Regions from separate parts of the Mus musculus genome. Here region 2 is linked to region 1. The links are chromatin contacts, called in public HiChIP or PLAC-seq maps. All regions are on one chromosome and are shown on one strand. Each heading gives the region's core, a stretch centred on a gene start, on an enhancer-like site or on the middle of the called end of the contact. The rest is flanking DNA. Distances are from core to core; before and after follow the strand shown.

The links. HiChIP or PLAC-seq counts read pairs in DNA pulled down with a chosen protein or histone mark.
Region 2: a contact with region 1 is called in an H3K27ac HiChIP or PLAC-seq map of embryonic stem cells, with 5 read pairs. The contact joins the promoter of 4933411E08Rik here to the enhancer-like site in region 1. A contact is called at or near these places in 3 of 484 Hi-C or Micro-C datasets (the AtT-20 cell line, the G1E-ER4 cell line and natural killer cells), 2 of 115 datasets of contacts at active chromatin or transcription factors (embryonic stem cells and large pre-B cells) and 2 of 9 other capture datasets (adipose tissue and liver).

The regions. Positions count from the first base shown.
Region 1 is chr10:117,808,389-117,814,514 of GRCm38.p6, reverse strand. No RefSeq gene overlaps it. Among named protein-coding and RNA genes, the nearest start is that of Nup107, 19 kb to the right of the region's middle. Within about 2 kb of position 3,719, at least 28 of the 459 cell types and tissues checked have an H3K27ac peak or open chromatin away from gene starts, as enhancers often do. A contact at or near this core is called in embryonic stem cells, where this site is marked.
Region 2 is chr10:117,922,622-117,928,776 of GRCm38.p6, reverse strand. 4933411E08Rik (RIKEN cDNA 4933411E08 gene) reads right to left here and starts at 3,318. Exons shown (of 4, transcript NR_045342.1): 1 at 3,087-3,318; 2 at 1,966-2,030.

The DNA.
Region 1 (6,126 bases), core at 2,470-4,969:
AATGTTTTAACAGTGCTAGTAAATAAATATGGGTTTACCTTTTTAAATGTAATAGGTGTTATTTTACACAGTGTGATTTCATAATTTATACCGTATAGGTAAATCAGACTCTTAATTCCAAGAATGATGAATGAAAGATATCAGGGTTCAGTTTTGGTTTTGTTTTCTTTTCTTTTCTAGAATTGTTTGACTATCCACATAAAACCACCCTTTGAACTTTTCTTTGAGAAAGAATGTTATAAAGCAAGCAGTATTACTTAGGGACAATGCCTTTGGCTGGTGTTCAGTAACTCTGTGGGGAAAGGAGGAAGGATTCAAATACTTTGGGTACTGCACTATGGATTTTCTTTTTTCTGATAGAATACAAATCTTTGGGGAATTAATACACAGAAATTTCCACCATTTATGCTCAAAATATTACTATGGTTATACAATTTTTGATGTGGATTCATGCTACTTTTCTTTTATTATCTCTGTCTTATGTGTGCTATGATTGAACTCTGTGAAATTTATAAAGAAGCTCTTAAACGTTTTCATAGTACTTGCCAGCTGCTGGAGCAACTACTTAGTGGTACCTTCTAGTTTGCAGGTGTGCCAGTCCTCCACACGTGCTGTTTGAAATGGGACATTAAAGGCTTTCGTTTGAAGACGGTCGTACTCGTTATGTATTTAAATTACAGGGCGGCTGCACTGCAGGGCCTGAAGTCAGTGTTGTTCTTCGTGCTCTCGGGTTTTAGTCCTCGAGACATATGGTTTAGTAAAGCCTGGGCTGTTGGGGATTTTTTATATATATAAGCATCTGGGGATGCCTGATTTCACTTTACTATCTTCATCCACTGGCTTAGCAATAGTAAGTGCAACAACCGAGACCAACCCAAGGGCCGCCCTCTTCGAATCCATGCCTGTAAGATTGCTAACCTGGGACACTTGACATTCTGTGCTGGGTGATGTATTGTGGGGCTTACCCTATGCATGTAAAATCCTAAACTAACACCCACTAGCCGTGATAACCCAGTTAGAGTGAATAAAAGAACTGCAGACATCAGATGTGCCACAGCTGTGCCCTAGGTAAGACGGGCTCTGATGGAAAGCACTGAGCTGCAGACAAGGGTCAGGAGCCCAGCGTGACCACTCTAATATAGTAAGTCACCATGTGGGATGCAGAGCCACAGTGAGGGACCCCAGCTATCCACACCCAGCGTTACCCGGTACAGTTGAGCAAACCCGGGGCCTTGTAAGTTGTGGCAAGGTTGCACCACCTGTGTTGACTGTGTCTTGTGCTAGATGAGGATGCTGACAGCATTTGCAGGAGTGAACGCTAGCGTCCTGCTGCGTAATCCTAAGGGCTGCGCTTTATATTTATAGCAAACACCATTTCTCTTGTACAGAAGTAGAAGGTGCATCTGAGGTATGGGAATAACATGTAGGTGGACTTCCCTGAATGGAATAATAGGAAGATAAAAAAAAGGACAAGGGACAGAGAGACCTGTCATGTCCCGAGAGTTGGAGAAGCTGGACTCGGGGGGAAAAACTATTTCCTTTTTTTTCCCCTCTTTTTCACATATCTGTGTAAGAATGTTAAAAACTTACTGTTCTTGCTTTTTTGCACATGTGAGTTGTGTGTAATGCTTTGTAATGCTTTCATGTGTGGGTGCACATGCTGTGTTCTAGTATGTGTGGAGACTAGAGATTTATATCAGGTGTCCTCTGAAGTCACTCCCACCTTACATATCAGGCCGCCATCTCTCAGCTGAAACCAAAGCTTGCAGGTTCTGCTGGTCTAGCCAGCTATCCCCGTTGTCCAGGTCCTCTCTCTACCTCCCCTGCACTGAGATTATATGCAGTCACCCCAGCTACCTGGCAAGCACTGCACCTCCTGCTGAGCCTTCTCATTGGTCCCTAGGCAGCTGTTTGGTTTCTATGTCAGTTCAAGTTTCCCCCCCCCCCCCATTAAGACTGTTTACCATAAATTGACATTAAAAATTCCATTGCAAAGTTAGGTTTTTGGTTTTTTTTAGTCATCTCATCTTAGGTGTGGATTACAAACATAAGGCATTGCTATAAGTCGTCTTTCCAGCTCCTTCAGGATGTGTGTTCATTGAGTGTAAAACTCTAGGCTGGAGGTGTGACCCAGGGTACTTGACTAGCCTGTATAGAGATAGAAGTACTGGGAAATGGGCATGCCCTTTATAGTTAATATTCCTACTGCCTAAAAAATAAGGGTTACCAGTTTGTCTCTCTTAAACTGTTAGTGTGCCTATAATTTTAAAATCAGTTGTAGCTTTATAGTACATCGTACCTGACAAACGCGTGCATGAGCGGTAGGTATGGCGAGTGGAACGTGCTCCTTTCACTGGAGAAGGAAAAATGCACAAGTGTGTTGGGGATGGGGACTGGTGCCAAGGCTGACAGTTGCTGAAGCTCCATACAAGTCCGTCTTTATTGTTATTACTGTTTTGATGGTGGTGGATTTTTGTTGTTTTAGGTTTTTTTGTTTGGTTGGGAATTTTTGTTGGTTGGTTGGTTGGGTTTTTTTCATTTGTTTTTCAAGACAGGGTTTCTCTGTGTAGCCCTGGCTGTCCTGGAACTCACTCTATAGACCACTCAGAACTCAGAAATCCACCTGCCTCTGCCTCCCAAGTGCTGGGATTAAAGGCGTGTGCCACCACCGCTTGGCTTAGCTTTGGTTTTGAGACAAGGTCTTGTTGAGTCCAGGCTGATTTCAGACCTGCTGTGTAGTCAAAGACGACCTTGACCTCTTCCTGGCCGCATTTGCTGAGTGGTGACTGGTGAGGCTACAGGCAAACCCCACCACGCCCGGCCGACCGTAGTTTACATTCTGCAAAAGTAGACACAAAATGACTGTTCTAACTGGATCTGTTTTCTGACTCCAGGGGGGTTTTATGTATCCTATATGTTTTAAGCCTGTTTCCCTTACAACCTTGTAAGTTGCTGATCTTAGGAACTAGAGGTTATATCTAGAACCTTGTAAGTTGCTGATCTTAGGAACTAGAGGTTATATCTAGAATTTGAGATACCTACCTCATTGCCACCGTTCTCTCCAGCGCCTGCTGTATTCCAGGCACTATTCACAGTGCTGAAGATGAAGCAGGTGTTCTGCCTGTGTGGAGATGCGCAGCCAGCAAAGCTCTGCCGGCCGTATGTTGAACCTGCACAGAGCCTTCCATCTTGATGGTGTGGTTAGTTTAGCAAAACCTGCTATCAAGTTTGACAAGTTCAAAGGCTTTTTCTCCTTTGCTGTCAGCCTTCTCATCTGTTGGAGAAGAGTGGGCAGAACTGTTACTATTTGGCTTGATGGCTGGTTAGACCTAGGTTAGCCTCATCTCTGCTGGACCTAAGCTAGCCTCGTCTCCCTCACTGTTGTTGGGAAGTGTGGTAACGCCCATCTATAGCCTTTAGCTCTTCAGCATTTGACTTTTCTAGAAACAACACCCTTACCTTAGAGGATTTCTGTGTGAGTAATGTACCAACCCAAGTTAAAAGGTCACCGCAGTTTTTAAATAAGGCAGAGAACAAAAAGTCTTTCGAGTTTTGTCTTCTGCCTGTTGCCCATTCAGATTTCTGTTTATGGTGTGGTAGTCTGCGTCCCTTATGAGGAATGATTTCAGAACAAGAAACTATCACTGTCAACCCTGCAATGTGCTCCAGGGCTGGGGAAGAAGTGATAAGGCAAAGAAGTCACGTCTTCCGAAGACTTAATGAGTCCCTCCACAGTGGGAGAGGCGAAGGCAGTGAATTCCAGGCATGCTGAGGAACTGCTGAGCTAGACTTAACCCCTTAAGTGATTTGGGCGTATTGCTCGGGTAAAAGGAAAAACCCAAAAACCGTAAGAGTGACTAGAGAACTAGTTAGCCGTTAACCAGTTGGTAAGAGTGACTAGAGAATTGGTTAGCAGTTAACCAGTTGGTCCTCAACCCTGCTGACGCTGCGGCCCTTTACCACGGTTCCTCATGGTATAGGGACTCCGCCCAAGAACAAAGTCATTTTCCTTACTACTTACGATTTTGTTACTGTCGACGATTCAATTCGTAATGTAAATATTTTTGGAGGTAGAGGTTTGTCAGACGGGGTCGAGACCCACAGGTTGAGAACCACTAGAACAACTTAGATGCCAAGGCTTGGGGGAAAAAATGTCTGAGGTTGGTGAGGAACAAAGGGATTGGGCACCGATGAAGATAATCTAGAGAAGCTGACAAGAAGTTGTTGTTGGGATACATTTAAGGAGAAAAAAAAAACACCTTGGGGAAGGGTGGGTTTATGTTGAGTGATGGCTGTCTTCTTCCCCAGAGAGCCACGTTTGACCAGTTGCCCTTACTAATAGGTATGGGTGACATTTGCTTCCATAAGAACTGAGCATGAAAGCCTGGTAGAAGCAGACTTGGGATGGACAGGGTTGGATTAAAGATTGGAGGCAGAGGGTGGTCATCATCTCCCACCATACGCCCCTCACTGTTTCTGCTCTCATTCACACCTCCTGATGGGGACTGACAGCTGATCCAAGGCACCAGGCCTCTGTGGATCTCTACCGAGTGCCCCAGAGCTGCTGATAGCTGGGCCACGGCTACGGGTACAGGCCACCACCAGGTGTGACATGGCTTCCCAATGTCACATGGCTTCCCAATAAAGGCCACACTTTTTTCCCCCTCATTTTTCTTAAACAATACTTTAGTACTTGGCCAGAAATGTTTTAAAGATAAATTAACTGTTTTTGTAATGAGCTGTAGCTCTATTTATCTAATTCTCTGGGGAAGCATTTGTGTCCTAAACAGAGTGTTCTAACAGATGTGGTGGTTTAAGCTATAGAGGTTCCTGCTCACATCCCCAAATCAAAACAGGACTGCACACTTGCTAGAGACGCCAGAAGCAAGCCCGTTCTTTGGCATTTAAAGATACTTGTGATGGTATTCAGAGCCCATCTGGATAACCCAGTGTTATTTGCCAAACCTTTAATTGCATCTGCAGGTGCCCCCTTTTTTTTCAGTTGATTGTAGCATCAAAGGTTTTGGGGGTTGGGGGTGTCAGTGTAACCTTTGGGGGGCCATTGTCTGCCAGAGTCTAAGTCAGCAGACCTCTGTAACGGTCAGAAGCACCTCCCGCAGTCTTGGATTTAAAGTGCTCTGTGGGGATTCTGAGCAAATCTGGGATTAGGTGAGACATCCGTGAGTCACCGCTCCACGAGACAGTCCACAATAAAGGAAAGGTGCCTGAAAGGTGTTTACAGCAATCTTAATTCTGCCTTGTCCTGCTGCCTGGGTCGGGGCTCATTTCAAGAAATGAGGGGTAAAGTGGGTATGGTGACACACACCTAAAATTTTAGTGCTCAGGAGGAGGAAACAGAAGGATACCTGCCCTGACTAAGAGACCTGTCTCAGGGGAGAAAAGGAGCTATGGGCGTGGCTCCTTGATAGAGCCTTTGCCTGAAACAGTAGGGCTGATGCTTAGTACATACTCCAAAAAGGATTAAATGACCTCGGCTTTGGGGCTCTTCCCTCAGTATACAGCCCACTTCCATTCTCAATATGCTTTTCTTCCTTAATAATTATTCCATGCCTAACATAAAACACATGTGGTTTTCCTCCATTTCTCTGTACTGTATTTTTCTCTTAAGCTGATAAAATTGTCCTCAAGCTGGGGGAAATGATAATTAAATGACCTCTGGTGGGCTATGTGAAGTTCATTAATAAAGCGCTTTCCCAGCTTGTTTGAGCCCTTGGGTTTGATCCCTAACACCATGAATATTTGAACAAGTTCAGATTAATTCAGCCCGCTGATTGGGGGTGGGCTATGCATCCAACATTAGGGCTGGGATTTCTGCTTTTATAATCACATCTTGAAAATGAACTTCGAACCCACCAAGTAATAGTGTGTATCACCAAAGGTTTGATTCAAATATCAACAGTTATTCTAGAAAAAAAAATATTTTTTTGCTGCTTTCCTTAATCTGTAGACTCCGGCATAGCATGGGTCTAATAAAGTTTAAACAGGAGTCAGATGTGTTGGTGCGCACCTTCAATCCTAGCCCTGCAGAAGCAGGCTGATCTCAGTCTGGGCTACAGAGTGAGACCATGATTTTAAAAAAAAGAAATCAATTAGAGACTTTAATAC
Region 2 (6,155 bases), core at 2,069-4,568, 110 kb before region 1:
AAAAGACCAATTTGTCTTTCCAAGGCTTACTTTTGTAAATGCATAATGAATACAGAAAAGTATCGCCAGCCCGTGAAAACCAAGACCCATCTCATTCGCCTACCAAAGTAGGGCCTGCAAGGGAAAAGAGGAAGAAGTATTATGGTTTGTTTTGGATTTTGAGGCTTAGTTTATTTATTTTTTTTAAAGATTTATTTATTATTATATGTAAGTACACTGTAGCTGTCTTCAGACACACCAGAAGAGGGAGTCAGATCTTGTTACGGATGGTTGTGAGCCACCATGTGGTTGCTGGGATTTGAACTCTGGACCTTCGGAAGAGCAGTCGGGTGCTCTTACCCACTGAGCCATCTCACCAGCCCCTTAGTTTATTTATTTATTTATTTTGTCTGTTTTCATTTGAGGTTTTGGTTGGTTGGCTTTGGAGTCGGTGTCCTACACTGCCCAGGGTAGCCTCAAACTCACCGCGTCGCCTGAGTGTGGCCTCTAATTCTGATCCCCTGGTTTGCACCTCCCAAGTGCACTGGGAGTGATCCGATGGCCTCTTACAAGCTACTCAACTGCTCTACCAACTCATCCTCAGCCCTAGCCGAGGAAAATGTCGTGATAAATAAATACATTGGGGCTGGAGAGACGGTTCTATGGATAAACTGCTTGCTTTATAAGTGTGAGTGCTAACCCTCATAAAAGCCAGTCCAGTGTGACAGCCACCTGCAATCCCAGCGCTCAGGAGGCCGAGACAGAGGACCTGCTGGACAAGCTGGGACTCTGAATTCCAGACTCAGTGAGAGACCCTGCTCCGATACATGAGGTAAAGGGCATGGACTTTGGGTCTACACTTGTATGCCCACACGTGTCTACACACCCATATGCACACATATAAGAGAGCTTCACACTACATACACATGCAAGACACGAATAGATGAAAAGAAAAATGGTGTATGGTAGACATGCCTGTAACCCTAGAATCTGTGGGTTGAGGCAGGAGGATAACAAGTTCAAGGCCAGATTGCGTCATATAAGACCCTGTCTTTAAAAAATAAATCGAAGCTGGAGAGATGGCGTGGCATTTAAGAGCACTGGCTGCTCTTCCAGAGGACCCAGGTTCAATTCCCAGCAACCCCACAGTGGCTCCCAACTGACTGTAACTCTAGTTCTTGGAGAATAGGAGATCCAACACCCTCACACAGACATGTATGCTGGCAAAACATCAATGTGCATGAAGTAAAAATAAATGTTTTTTTTTTTTAGGTGAATAAATAAATAATTAAAATGGCTTTATACTGGCCCCCCAAATAACTGTGAAATTATCTAGACCTACATTTGGGAAAGTTTAAATAGAATGATAATAGTTAAGATTTAATAAGAACATACTATAGTAGTCTATGCTTCACATTTCTTATATATAATCATGTTGAATCTCTGTAGTACCCTTGGCAGTGAATGTCATTAATCACATCTCACAGGAAGGATGCAGATGCTCAGGGAGGTCATGACCCCCGAGATCATTTAAGTGCACAATTCTATAGCAGTTTTCAATGTCCAACTCATGTGTATAGATGCTGAGGTTGTCACTGTGTCCGGAAGAGGCATCTCCTTGTCTCTTGGCAGCCACCACAAAGTATTTCTTTTGTATCACTCTGTTACATATTCAGATACACAGAAAATCAGTCCTGGCATGTTAGCAGGGGTCAACCTTCCTAACTTTAGGACCCTTTGATACAGTTCCTCCTGTTGTGGTGACTCCCAACCATAAAATTATTTTGTTGCTACTTCAGAACTGTAATTCTGCTACTGTTATGAATCATAATTTAAATATCTGATACTTGGGATATCTAATACTTGGCCTCAAAGGAGTCACAACCTACAGGCTGAGAACCACCGCACTAGATCCTAGCCTTTCAACCCATGGGCTCCGGAGCCTGCAAAGATCTTTAGAAAATAAACTCAAAGGAAGGCTCTTACATTTTAAAAATGGCTTGTAGGATCCTGTGGCATATCCAGCAACTAGGAACTGAATCCCCGATTCCCTGAAAGGGATAAAGTATAGCATAAATTTCCAAGGAGGAACACACTGCCTGTAGCATATAAGCTTGGTACCCTCTGAACTGAAACTGAATGATATTCATGAGATGTTAAAGTGTTTAGTAATTTCCCCCTTTTTCTTTTTTCTTGGGTTTTTTTTTGGGGGGGGGGGAGTGGCGGGGGGGGGGGGGGACGACAGGGTTTCTCTGTGTAGCCCTGGCTGTCCTGGAACTCACTTTGTAGACCAGGCTGGCCTCGAACTCAGAATCCGCCTGCCTCTGCCTCCCGAGTGCTGGGATTAAAGGCGTGCACCACCACGCCCGGCAAATTTCCCCTTTTCAACAGAGGCACGGTTGATGTTCTGACTTAAAGAAGGTGTGTGTTCTGTGGCGCCTTTCCGGCTTCCGGGAGCACACTCTAAGCTTCTGGGAGCACGCTATCGGCTTCCGGGAGCACGCTGATGTACAGCTTTAAAAGGCCCCAGCGCCTCGGCTTTCTAAATCACCAGCAATACCTAGAATAATGGGGTACAGTGAAACAGTAGCACTGCCCTGTTTAGCAGGGAGGGGAAACATCACAGGAAATGCTCTGTGGAGGCTGGAGACACAGCCCGGTGGCACAGAGCCAAAGGCAAGGTCTTGGTTTCAATCGCCAGCTCTCCGCACGGACACAGCACACCATTCTGGGGTCACACTGATTCGGTGTAGATGTAAACACTGACACTTATCTGTATGATTTGTGGTGTGTGTTTTGTTCCTGTTTTAAACTTGTGGTTACTTGTTAATTTATGTGTATGCGCGTGCCCGTGTGAGTTTATGTACAGCGTGCATGTATGTGCTGGTACCCTGAAAGGCCTTGAAACCCCTTTAGAACAAGCGCCACGGGTAGTTGTGAGCCACCTGGTGTGGGTGCTGGGGACTGAACCCAAGTCTTTTAACGGCGGCGGCACTCTGATGGTTTGTATATGCTTAGGCCAGGAAGTAGCACTATTAAGAGGTGTGGCCTTGTTAGAATAGGTGTGTCACTGTGGGCGTGGACTTTAAAACCCTGGTCCTAGATACCTGGAAGTTAGTCTTCTCTTAGAGGCCTGCAGATAAAGATGTTGAACTCTCAGCTTCTCCTGCACCATGCCTGCCTGGATGCTGCCATGCTCCCACCTTGATGATACTGCACTAAATCTCTGAACCTGAAAGCCAACCCCAGTTTATGCTGCCGTAATAAGAGTTGCCTTGGTCATGGTGTCTGTTCACAGCAGCAAAACACTAAGACAGTCTGTTAGCACGCTTAACTACTGAGCCATTTCTTCAGCCCCACCCCCTTTTTTATAGGTCACCAAGCTGGCCTGTAACTTCCTTTGTGACATAGGCTAGCCTCAAACTCAAGATTCTCTTATCCCAGTGCTGATCTTACAAGTGTGTTCAACCATACCTAGCTCTGCTCTCTGTATCCGGAGCCCCCAACTGTAGAATGGGACTGTGAGCCGATTAGAGAAGAGTGCGCATGCTCAATAGCAGTACGTAAAGGCCCGCCATTGTCTGACATACATGAGTTGCTGATAGTGTTCCTTGCCAACGCTTGCTTGACTACGTAAAGAAAACCCTGCCATTTTCTCCCAGGTACATCGTTAGTACTAAAAACACTCTTCTTCATCTTTGTGGAATTGCTTCGTAGCATCGTGCTAAGCTCACACTGTGAAATGCTTATGTTGAGACGGGGTCCTGAGTCCATGAGCGTTCTCTCAAAGAAGACCATCCCTAGGAGACTTCTAACTGTCTTGCCGTCCCGATCTGATTTATCCTTTGCAGAGCTCAGTGACAAAGAAAATTAAAAGATTTCTTATTTTAAAAAAAGATAATTATTAAATGCCTGTGAGATGGCTCAGCAATTCAAATCCCTTGCAGCCTGCACAAGTCTGACAGCCTTGAGTTCAAACCCCAGAACCTTCAGTGGAAGGAGAGAATCAACTCTTAAAAGCTTCCCTGAGACCTCCACCCATGGAGTACTATGGCATACACACACCTTCACACAAACACAACAACAACAACACTTTTCATATTAGAGTGTTGCGGGCATAGCTCAGTGGTGGCACACTTGACTACTCTGTGTATGAGATACCAGATCCCATCCACCACATTGAAAGAAATAAAAATTAAAATTAAAATTAAATTAAATTTAAAAAAAAAAAACACCTTGATTTTTGAGCCAGGTATCCTGCCATTCTAGAACCTGTGTTAGGAGGACCTCAAGTTCAAGGCTAGCCTGGGCTATATAGTAAGACTCAGCCTGAAAACCCAACAAAAGGAAACCCTGTGAGAAATTTCAAGATAGCAACAGGAGAACCTTAAGTGAAGGGCCGAGCCCCTATGGATAAGGAACACTATGTCACCGCACAAGTCACCAGCCCTGGAAGCCATCACTGGTGCCATGGCTTCCCTTTGGTAACAAACAGCGAGATCTCTCTAACTTCATCCATGTATTTATTTCTTGAGATATCTATTCTTAGCCCGTTTTTTCCAGGCAGTTGAGGATTAGCGTGTCTGCGGGAATCCCAACCTCTTGTGTCAGAGGGAAAACATAACTGCTCTCCTGGAGCATGGGGAAATTTGGCAACCGTCCTGGTCATAAGGCTTTGTGGCGGTCGGTGATAGACATGCAATCTTCTTCCTAGTCTAGAAAGTCCCCACCACCTCTCAACTAGGGCATGCAGTACCCCCAACAGGCTCAGTTTTCCAATCCTTCCATTCTTCTCATGAAAAAATAAAAAATAAAAACAAATTGTCCTATATGTGTGCATGCATGCATATGTGTGGGGAGGTGGGAGCAGAAGTTAACCTGGAGTGTCAGCCATGGGTCCTCGTCTACTTCACGACAATGCCCTCCACTGGCATGAAGATCACGCTAGATTAGTGTAAGTGGCCAGAGAGCCCCGAGATCCCTTTGTCTCTGCCTCCCCTGCACTGAGGGTTGTTACCATTTGGAGCTGGAGTTACAGGTGGTTGTGACCTGAACTCACAACCTTAGGAGTGACTCACAACAACTTTGGAGTGGTGTGTGTGTGTGTGTGTGTGTGTGTGACCACTCCAAACATTTTTGCCTGAGTTCTGGAGATTAAACTCAGATCTTCATGCTTGCAAAGCCTGTGCCAGTCTTCCGATGAATGAGGTTTTACATGTGTGTGGTGTAATGTGTGAATGTCTACTCACACGTGTAGGGGTTTACATGTGCGCACAATGCCCAAGACTGACATCAGATGTCTTCTTCTACTGCTCTTCCCCTTATGCTATGGAGCAAGATCTCTCACTTCCACTCAGAGCTCACCAGGTCTGCTAGTCTAGCTGACCAACTTGCTCCAAGGATCTCTGGTCCCTACCTCCCATGCACTTGGATGATAGATGGGCCACCATGCCCACCAGCATGTGTATGGATGCTGGGATCTAAATTTCCAGACCTCATATTGGCATAGCAAGGGCTTTGCCCAATGAACTCTCTCTCAAGACTTGGAGTGAATTTATTGATGTGCATTTTCCTTTGTAGTGTCTCTAGGTTTGATTCCTAGATTACTCGGGGCTATTAAACATTAGTTCTGTAACCTTAGGTTACTGATGTTAATGTCTATTGAACATTATGAGAACTGCTGCAACATCCTTTCTTCGTGAACAGCCTTGCCTTTGATATTGAAATATCGAATGAATAGATTATTCATAAGTGTCTCTTTTAAAAAATAATTCACAACGCTCAATGCAGATTTTACCAGTATGTCCTTCCTATGAGGCTAGATCAAAAAGAAAATCTATGGCAGACTCATGTGTTCACTTTAGTGTCTTGAACCCTCTTTGAACTGATGGTACAGAATGTGCTGTGTTAGGTTGCTCCTGTTTGTTGCAACCTAGACACTTCTCTTTAAAGCACATGCTTACAATCCCAGCTACCTGGCAAACCAGGGCAGGGAGAACTTGGATTCAAGGTCAGCCTGGGCCATGTAACAAGTTATTGCTTAAACAATTTTTTTTCAGCAGTCTTGAATTGCCAGGAATTGCTTAGAAGCAAGGTAACCACGGCCTTTGCAACAGTTAGCAGATAAACAACTCTTAAAAAACAATAATATCAGCATAAACCAGCTAATTTTCTCA